2 separate regions of the Mus musculus genome follow, and region 1 is linked to region 2. A link is a contact called in public promoter capture Hi-C data. All regions are on one chromosome and are shown on one strand. Each heading gives the region's core, a stretch centred on a gene start, on an enhancer-like site or on the middle of the called end of the contact. The rest is flanking DNA. Distances are from core to core; before and after follow the strand shown.

What was found. Capture Hi-C pulls out chosen DNA fragments and counts their contacts.
Region 1: a contact with region 2 is called in a promoter capture Hi-C map of liver. The contact joins the promoter of Cldn7 here to the promoter of Sox15 in region 2. A contact is called at or near these places in 6 of 39 promoter capture datasets (the SN4741 cell line, embryonic stem cells, hippocampal neurons and 3 more), 1 of 15 datasets of contacts at CTCF or cohesin (large pre-B cells), 9 of 115 datasets of contacts at active chromatin or transcription factors (bone marrow-derived macrophages, craniofacial prominence, embryonic basal ganglia and 6 more) and 3 of 9 other capture datasets (adipose tissue, liver and pancreatic islet).

What each region holds. Positions count from the first base shown.
Region 1 is chr11:69,962,678-69,967,235 of GRCm38.p6, forward strand. It overlaps Cldn7 (claudin 7), which reads left to right and starts at 2,744. Exons shown (of 4, transcript NM_016887.6): 1 at 2,744-3,472; 2 at 4,266-4,430; 3 at 4,543-4,558. The coding sequence starts at 3,250.
Region 2 is chr11:69,653,500-69,657,985 of GRCm38.p6, forward strand. It overlaps Sox15 (SRY (sex determining region Y)-box 15), which reads left to right and starts at 1,538. Exons shown (of 2, transcript NM_009235.2): 1 at 1,538-2,400; 2 at 2,954-3,228. The coding sequence starts at 1,874. The coding sequence ends at 3,122. It overlaps Mpdu1 (mannose-P-dolichol utilization defect 1), which reads right to left. Exons shown (of 7, transcript NM_011900.4): 4 at 4,437-4,486; 5 at 4,226-4,344; 6 at 3,921-4,031; 7 at 3,198-3,829. The coding sequence ends at 3,704.

The DNA.
Region 1 (4,558 bases), core at 1,494-3,993, 310 kb after region 2:
TGCTCCAGCCGCTCCTCCTCACACCCAAGGGTTTCTCTGTGTAGCCCTGGCCGCCGTCCTGGAACTCACTCTGAGGACCAGGCTGGCCTTTAAGTCAGAGATCTAACTGCCTCTGCCTCCCTAGTGCTGGGATGAAGGGCGTGCGCCACCACTGCCTGGCACACTCCAGCTCCTTTAATCACAGTAGTCAATTGGCAGAAGCAGGAGGAGCCCTGTGAGTTCAAGGTAGTCTGGTCTACATAGCAAGTTTCAGAACAGCCATGGCTACAAAGAGACTTTGTCTCAAAAAAAATGAAATAAATAAAACATTAATAATAATAATAATACAAGAGGCATCAGACCACCTAGAACTGGAGTTACAGAAGGTTGAGTCACTATGTGGATGTTGAGGACAGAACACTGGTCCCCTGCAAGAATAGACAGTGCTTTTAACTGCTGAGCTGTCTCCCAAGCCCCCCACACAGTGACTTTTTAAAAAGAATGGTAAGATTTAAGTAGAGGTAAAGAGAGTACCTCTGGGGAGTGAACTTAGGAAAGGGTGGGAGCAGGGAGATTGGTTTGGAGGCAGTTGTAGTCTCCAGGTAATAACTAGGTAATAGCTAGGCATATGGCGGTGATGGTGACTGCCAAATATACAAACAAATGTTGGACTTTCAGAGCTGGAAGGCACTCCCCTTCTGGAAGGCTGGCTTTAAACTGTCTATTTTTCTGCCTCCATCTACCAAAAGCATGCACCAACCACATCCAACAAGAAAACCACCTTAAAAACAAAAGAAAACAAAACAAATCCCAGTTGTGTATAGTAGCCCACATCTATGATCCCAGCATTGGGAAGTAGAGCCAGGTGGCCCACTTGTGAAGTCCAGGCCAGCCTAGTCTATATAGTGAACTTTAACTAGATGGAGCTGCAGAGTGAGATCCTGTCTCAAAAGTACCAACTCACCAACCTTTCAACCAACGAACAAAAAACAGAAACAAACCATCTCAGAAAATAACCCAAAAGGTAAAAAATAGACACAAATAACAAAGTTCACAAAGTTCTGCATTTTATACAAAAGCAGGTTAATTGGCTGAACAAGAAGGGCATTAAATATGTTTACTGGATAAATGGAGGATTTACATAGAAATGTGTAAGGGAAAGGAGAAGGTGTTGACTTTAAAAAACTAGCAAGAGAGAGGGTCTGGAGAATGGGCTCAGTGGTTAAGAGCACTGCTCTTCCAGAGGACCTGGGTTCAAATCCTAGGACCCACACACACATCTGTCACAAGCTTCACAGAAACATAATACATGCAGGGAAAACACCAGTGCACATAAACGTAAATAAAAAACCAAAAAACTAGCAAAAGGAAGAAAGACCTGTGAAGGTCTGAGAGGTGGAAGGAGGTTGTAGGAGAGGTAGACTGGAAGAAAGAACTAGAAAGAGTTCAGGGGGGCAGTGATGGACACACTGGGCTACTGGGCTCCAAGGGTCTGGAGGGAGCAACCTTAGTCTGGAAGTGTGTGTGTGTGTGTGTGTGTGTGTGTGTGTGTGTGTGTGTGTGTTGGGGGGGGTGAATAAAAATGCAGAAGGCAGGAAAAGGGGAAAGATAAATGAGAACCTTAGAAGCCAAGCTGGGAGGAAGGATGGTCAAAGTTCTGGGAAAGCTGGAAGGAGTGGAGGCTGAGCTAGGCTTTCTATTTTTTTTTTTAAGATTTTATTATTATATTTAAATACACTGTAGCTGTCTTCAGACACACCAGAAGAGGGTGTCAAGATCTCATTATGGATGGTTGTGAGCCACCATGTGTTTACTGGGACTTGAACTCAGGACCTTTGGAAGAGCAGTCAGTGCTCTTAACCCCTGAGCCATCTCCCCAGCCTTAAGCTAGACTTTCTAAGGGATGAATTAAGATGCTAGAGTGGGTCGGAGGGCACCGAAAGGGCACACAAACAGGTCCCCGGAAGCTCAGAATGAAGGAAAGAGAAAGTGTGTGGATGGAGAAGGAAGTGAGGAAAATGAAGGTAAACCAGAAATGACAACCTGGGGAGGGGAATGTTGGGCGTGTCGTGTCAGACTCTCTGACCTAGGTCTTACCCTTCTCCCCACCCTCGGAAAACTCCTTCGGGTAGAAGGAGCCTCTATGTTGGAGGAGACACTGACAGGCTCAGGTGCTAAGTCCTGTACCTACCTGGTCCTGGGACCAGGCCTGTGGGAGGACTGTCGGAGAGCCGTGTCTTGTGGAGGGCTTGAGCGGTGAAGCGGTAGGTTGCTAGACTGTCTGAGAGTAGAAATTCCTAGAAGGGTGCATGCAGCACGGGTGATTTTACCGTAATGGGTTAGGGCCCCTGATGATGAGACAGGCCTTGGTAGGAGACTAAAGAAAAAAAGAGCTGAGAGTGGAGACGAAAGTCGGGCTGGACAAGTGGCACGCGCCGAAACCTGCAGGGGAAGGATGGCGAGGAGCCTTTCCAGGGGCGTCTGAGGGTACTGGCTCCGCAGCGACCCAGGCGCACCTGTATGGAAAGGAGAGGAAGGGGCCACTTGGAGTCTGCAGGGCAGACTCCGACCCCAGGGACTTCTGAGAAGCCGTCGCCTATTTCCCATCAACGGTTAGAGCCAGGCAAATGAAGGGGCGTGACCCTGGAGCTCAGGTTTCTTCCTCTTCACCTGGACGAGGAGGGGGTAGGGGCCAAGACTTCCGGTTCAGGTGAGTGTCCCTTCAGTGACGTCAGGTCACTCGACTGCCCCTCTGGTCCCGCCCAAGTTGCAGCGCTCCGGGTGCCTGCGGGGGCGCGTCCCCGACGTCCTGCATATATATACTCAGGTGCGCCGCACCTGCTCGCCCGCACCTGCCGCCGCACCGCCAGCTCCCTGTGCCGCGCACCGCAGCCTGGGGCCCAAGGGCCCGCATACTTTCTGGGGGCCACGCCCTAACGGCCCCTCCACTTCTTTGGGTAGTCTCGGAGCACGCCGGTAGGAACCGCCCGGCCTTCGGGGACCGCTTTTGTCTGGAACCAGTCCTTCGGGCGAAGCCGGTTCCCTCTGCTGTGAGAGTGTCGCTTCACCGGAGGGGACGATTTGTGTTTACCTCGGTTAACAAGATTTGTAGTTACCCGGTCCAAAAAAAAATCTTTTTCTCCTTTGGGTGACTTAAATCTCTATCCAAATTTTCTTGTGTTGCTGCTCCCCGGATTTTTGTTTTTTTGTTTTTTTGCTTTACTGTAGGGTCGCCCTCCCGGCGCGTCCCGTCTTTTCTGAGACAAGGAAATGGCCAACTCGGGCCTGCAACTGCTGGGCTTTTCAATGGCCATGCTTGGCTGGGTGGGCCTGATAGCGAGCACTGCCATCCCTCAGTGGCAGATGAGCTCCTATGCGGGCGACAACATCATCACAGCCCAGGCCATGTACAAGGGGCTCTGGATGGAGTGCGTCACGCAGAGCACCGGCATGATGAGCTGCAAAATGTACGACTCGGTGCTCGCCCTGCCGGGTAAGGCCGTGGGACCGACGGGGCGGACGTGCCCAGGGTCAAGGTGGCCGGGTTGGGTGTGGGGCAGGGCCCAGGCCGCACTGCCCGGCGCCCGGGGTTGCCAGGGAGGAGGAAGTGGACGCCTTGGGCTCAGTCGGTGGGACAGAGAGAGAGCGTGCCTGGGATCTGATCTGGGTGTCCCACGTGGGTCCACGCCCCTCTGCCCAGATTTTTTTTGGGGGGGTTTCCTGGGCGAAGCACCCCCCAACCCCTGGCAGTCAGTGGTCTCTCTCTTCCCCTGCTTCTTTCTCTGGACAAAAGGAGAAGAGGGACGGAGGTTCTCAGGGCCGCGGAATCGTGCCCTCGTTAGACGTGGGACCGTACTTGTGGCCTCTAATCTTATCGGCCGATTAGCTGAAGCCACAAACTCGGTGGCCTCGATAGCGGGGCCAAAGCTAGGACACGCGCCGGCTGGTGTGGCTGGAGCGAGGGCCTTAGCCGCCACCTGCACTTCTCTTTCGCCCCCTTTCTCCCTTCCCCCCTACCTGGAACGGTTTCATCGAAACCTTGGCGCCCCGGGCGGGTTCTGGAGCGCAGGGCGGGGCGGGGAGCGGAAAGGACTTGGTGGCGGGATGGGGGCGGGAACCGTCTGCACAAGGCCTGCCTTGGACTAGGGGGCCCCAGGCTGCCGGCGGAACCAGACAGGCGGACCACGGTCCAGGGGTTAGTGGGCGCGGTCTGCAGCACTAAGGCTGGCGCCATCCTAAGGCTACCTGCCATTTCCAGCAATGACCGCCGCCTTCCTCCCCTGCAGGAGCCCTGCAGGCCACTCGAGCCTTAATGGTGGTGTCCCTGGTGTTGGGCTTCTTAGCCATGTTTGTCGCCACGATGGGCATGAAGTGCACACGCTGTGGGGGAGATGACAAAGCGAAGAAGGCCCGAATAGCTATGACTGGAGGCATTGTTTTCATTGTGGCAGGTGAGCCTCAAGGGTCCAGGGTGGGACCAAGGGGCTCAGTCTTTCACCCAGAAGAGCATAGTCAAGATCTTGGTCTGGACACCCAATACCAGAATCTTCTTTCTCTTTCTAGGTCTTGCTGCCTTGGT
Region 2 (4,486 bases), core at 288-2,787:
TCCCTTGGTTGTTGAGAGTTGGGCCACTCCTGAGCCCTGAGTCACAGGAGGATAGGCCAGGCTCCGTGAAGCTGGAGCTGTTCCTGGTAGAAGCTGAGAGTCTGAGCAGGCTGTTTAATCCGATTATCTGGGGCCTGGGGCACAGGCTGGGCCTTCAGCAGAGAGGAAAATAGGGTTTCCTCACCATAGCCTCTAGAACTCAGGAGGGCAGGTTGTATTTCTGGCCTGGTGTCACTCTAGCTCTAGAATCCATGTCACTGACCTCAGCTTTTAGGGGCCTCAAGGGTAAAGAGTAGTGACTATCGGAATTGGGAAGCGCCAGAGCTAGGTACAGTGCACTGCACTGTGGTGAACTGAACGTGATCCTCAGGAGGGTGTGCTGAATGCTTTCTCCCAGAAACCTTAGAATGGAGGAAATCGGGATTCTTAACTATGTAACTGCTGGGCAGTACTGGGCACACGCCTTTAATCCCAGAACTCTAGTCCGAGATAGAGGCAGGTGGATCGAGTGAGTTCAAGGGCAAGACAGGATTATTAGACTAAAGAAAGAAAGAAAAAAAAAATTCCGGTACCCAGGAGGCAGAGGTAGATGGATCTTGATCAAGTCCAGCCTAGTCTACACAAGGAGCAAGGAGTTCAGGCCAATCAGGGCTATATGCTGCACTCCCTGTCTCAAATAATTACACTTTAAAAAAAAAAGAAAAAAGGGATCAAAGGGGTAAAGAAACAGCTCAGCACTTAGGTAGATTTCTGAGTTCAAGGACAGCCAGGGCTACACAGAGAAACCCTGTCTCAAAAAACAAAAAAAAAAAAAAAACAAAAACCATAGCTCAGAAGGTTAGGTGCCCCCTGAGATCAGTCACGGAGATAGCCACTACCACCTCTCCACCTTGACCTGGGAAAGAGAACGGACTTGTGAAAGTTATCCTCTGACCTCTATATACAAAGTGGTGACACTTGTGCCCCACCCCATCCATAACCTTTTAAAAAATAGGAAGATTTTTAAAAAGTGTATCTGCAGGCCCAGAGGCATGTCCATGGTTTGGGCTTAAAGATGAAACTTGCAATACTCAGTGGCAATGGGGAACCTCAGGACTGGAAGTGGCTTTGAATGTTTTCATCTGCCTAGCACCTGCTGGAATGACTAAGAAAACAAAAATGGCCTTGAGTTTCTTTCCCCTGGGGCAGATCAGGGGTTTAAGGAGCAACAGACACCGGAAAAGGCTTTGATAGGGAGTGAGAGCTTCTTAAATTCTCCGGGTTTGATCGACCCTGGGAGCCTTTGGTTCCCCTTCTTGGGAAGGAAGTTACTTTAAATTGCTGGTGCTTGAGAATTGAGACAATTTTTAGGCCTGCCGTCCAGGCCTCCGGTGGAACGTTAGGGGGGTGTGGTGCCCTAGGGGGAGGTGTAAGGACTGGGAAGAACAAGACGCCTGGGTTTGCAGAAAGAAGAGGGGTGGAGAGAACCGCACAGCCACTGGGAGGGGTCTGGGGAGGAGTCAGCCTTTTAGAGGCTGAGTACAGGTGGGAAAGGCCTGTAGCACCTGGGTGCACTCCTGGCAGCTGTTGGGACTTTGTGGAGACCAAGAGCTGCACGCTTGAAACTGCAGTTTCAACAGAAGAACCCTGTCTCGCTGAAGCAGAGGGTAGAAAGAGCGACTGGTAGACCTGAGAGAACACTACCTCTCCGGTAAAGGGCTCCAGACAAGGATTCTAAATTCAGCTTCCCAGAGGTGACAATCGATCGCTGGGAGCAAAGTTTGGATTCAAGCGCTCTGGAAGATACTTAAGTACCCAAATATTCCTAGTCCAGTCTTCGCTCTGGGAGAAGGGCATTCAAGACGCCCTCTCAAAGAGGCTTCACCTCCAACCCATGGCGCTGACCAGCTCCTCACAAGCAGAGACTTGGAGCCTGCATCCTCGGGCTTCCACGGCCTCTTTGCCTTTAGGACCCCAGGAGCAGGAGGCCGGCGGGAGCCCTGGAGCGTCTGGGGGACTTCCGCTGGAGAAGGTGAAGCGGCCCATGAACGCCTTCATGGTGTGGAGCTCTGTTCAGCGCCGCCAGATGGCGCAGCAGAACCCCAAGATGCACAACTCTGAGATCTCCAAGCGCTTGGGCGCTCAGTGGAAGCTGCTGGGCGATGAAGAGAAGCGACCCTTCGTGGAGGAGGCTAAGCGTCTTCGTGCCCGCCACCTCCGCGACTATCCCGACTACAAGTACCGACCCCGGCGTAAGAGCAAAAACTCGAGCACCGGGTCTGTCCCCTTTAGCCAAGAAGGAGGTGGCCTGGCATGTGGTGGCTCACACTGGGGGCCAGGGTACACAACTACCCAAGGGAGCAGAGGCTTTGGGTACCAGCCCCCCAACTATTCGACAGCCTACCTGCCTGGCAGTTACACGTGAGTGCCTAATTGTGTCCATCTGTCTGTTCCATGCTTCCCACACGACCCCCTTCCTTGAGAGCTGGGTGGGAACAGAGGCCAGAGTGCCAAGTTAAACCCAAATCCACCCAAGCAGAAGCTACACCAGGCTGAGGGCCCAGAGTTCAGGATAGTGGCTGTTCCATCTCAACTAATGTGTCCTACCTCTGCCTTTTGGATGGCAGTTTCTCCTTGTGGCTGGCCCTTGTGTGACCCATCTTCCTCTCCCAGCCCTGGGGGCAAGGAGAGACCAAGCCCATCCTGTTGCTCCTTCCTGGCCTGCTGCCCCAGGAGGCAAACAGCCGTGCAGCACGCAAGCCGCCTGCTGAGCATGCCCCAACAGAACTACCTTGTTCTTTAAGTCACCCTAGGGTCCCATTCCATGCCTGCTGTACCCAGCAAGGCTGGCTGAATGGCAAGCTCTAACCCTGTCTGCTGCAAACTGGTCAGACCAGTCCCCCACGAAGAGTTGAGGACACTGCCCAATCGATTCAAGAAGACTAACCTCCAGACCCCATGTTTCTTTTTACAGCTCTTCCCACTGCAGACCGGAGGCCCCCTTACCATGCACCTTCCCTCAGAGTGATCCCAGGCTCCAGGGGGAGCTAAGACCCTCTTTCTCCCCTTACCTATCCCCAGACTCTTCCACTCCATATAATACTTCCCTTGCTGGAGCCCCCATGCCAGTAACCCACCTTTAACTGGCAGGGACGCCCAGGGCCAACCCCACAGACCCCTACAGATCTCCAAGGAACCAGAATGCACACTAAACACAATTTTGTACAATTAAAACCATGTTTCGGAGTCTTTTATTGTCCCATTTGTATTCTCTCCCTACAGCAGCAACCAGCGCCTTCACACACCCTTCCGCCAGGACCTGCCTCGGCAGGAACCTCCCCACCCAACCCCAGGGCCCTTATCTGAGTCACTCTCCCTCACCCCCAGAACTGGGCTCCAATAGACCATCCCACCCGGGCAGCACAGGGAAGCAGCCACTAGCTTCCAACCACAGTTTTCTAGGCTCTGTCCTTGGTCCAAAAGGAAGGTAAGTGGACAGGGCCAGAGCATCTGCTCCAGTAAACCAGCTGCTCACAAGGAGGGATCTGGGGAAGTGAGTGAGTGAAGGCAGGGCCTACACAAGCTTTACTGCTCCCACAACCCTGGCTCAGGAGGCTGCAGTTAGAGGAATGGAGGGTGCTTACACTGCACCCGCAGATCAAGTCATGTGGGGAGGACTCTGAGGATGAGTGGAAATGGAATTGTTCTAGAAGCGAGCTCAGCTCTATTGCTCCTTTTTCTGTTTGTGGGGAGCCTTTGCGTTCCAGTAGAAGAGGACCTGGGCAGCAATGAGGCCATTGCAGAGAGAAGAGACCACAAAGACTCCAGCCATGAGGGGGTCTCCAGTTTCCTGTTATGAGAGAGCACAGATCTAGAAAAGTTCCAAGACTCAGCAGAGAATGAGGTTTTAGTGCCCTCTAGTGGGCAGAAGGTGCACTCACCTGAACAGAAGTGAAGATTCGGGCCAAGGAGCCCCCAAACAGCATAAACACTGTAATGGCTGAAAGCTGGCCTGTGTGTCCGTTGCGGTAGTTAGTGGCTGCCTGAAGCAACTAGAGGAGACATTGATACTTTTGGTTCTCTCATCTGACCCTTCTCCGTGACCCGTCACTATTCCTCACGCCCTGCACACTAGCACTCCATAGTTGGAGGTCCTCCTCTGCCTTACACTAGCTCGCGCGCGTACACACACACACACACACACACTCTCACGTCCCTTTGCTTCCTACTTCCCCAGAGTACCCACCTTCCCCACCACCACGGCAGGTACATTGGAGGCCTGGAGCAGAGTGACTACAGCCAGAGGCGTGAGCGGGGAGAGCAGCGCCAGCAGGACCATGGCATAGCAGGCAAGGAAAGCGACTCCTGGGGGTCAGGGAGACAAGGAGTCCTCTTGAGCCTGAGTCCCCACCAAAGTTCCCATACACAATGCCTGCTCTCCAGCCAGTCCCCGGCACCTTTCACGGTCTCTCCTCTGTAGTGCATGACCAGGAAGCAGATGGCAACG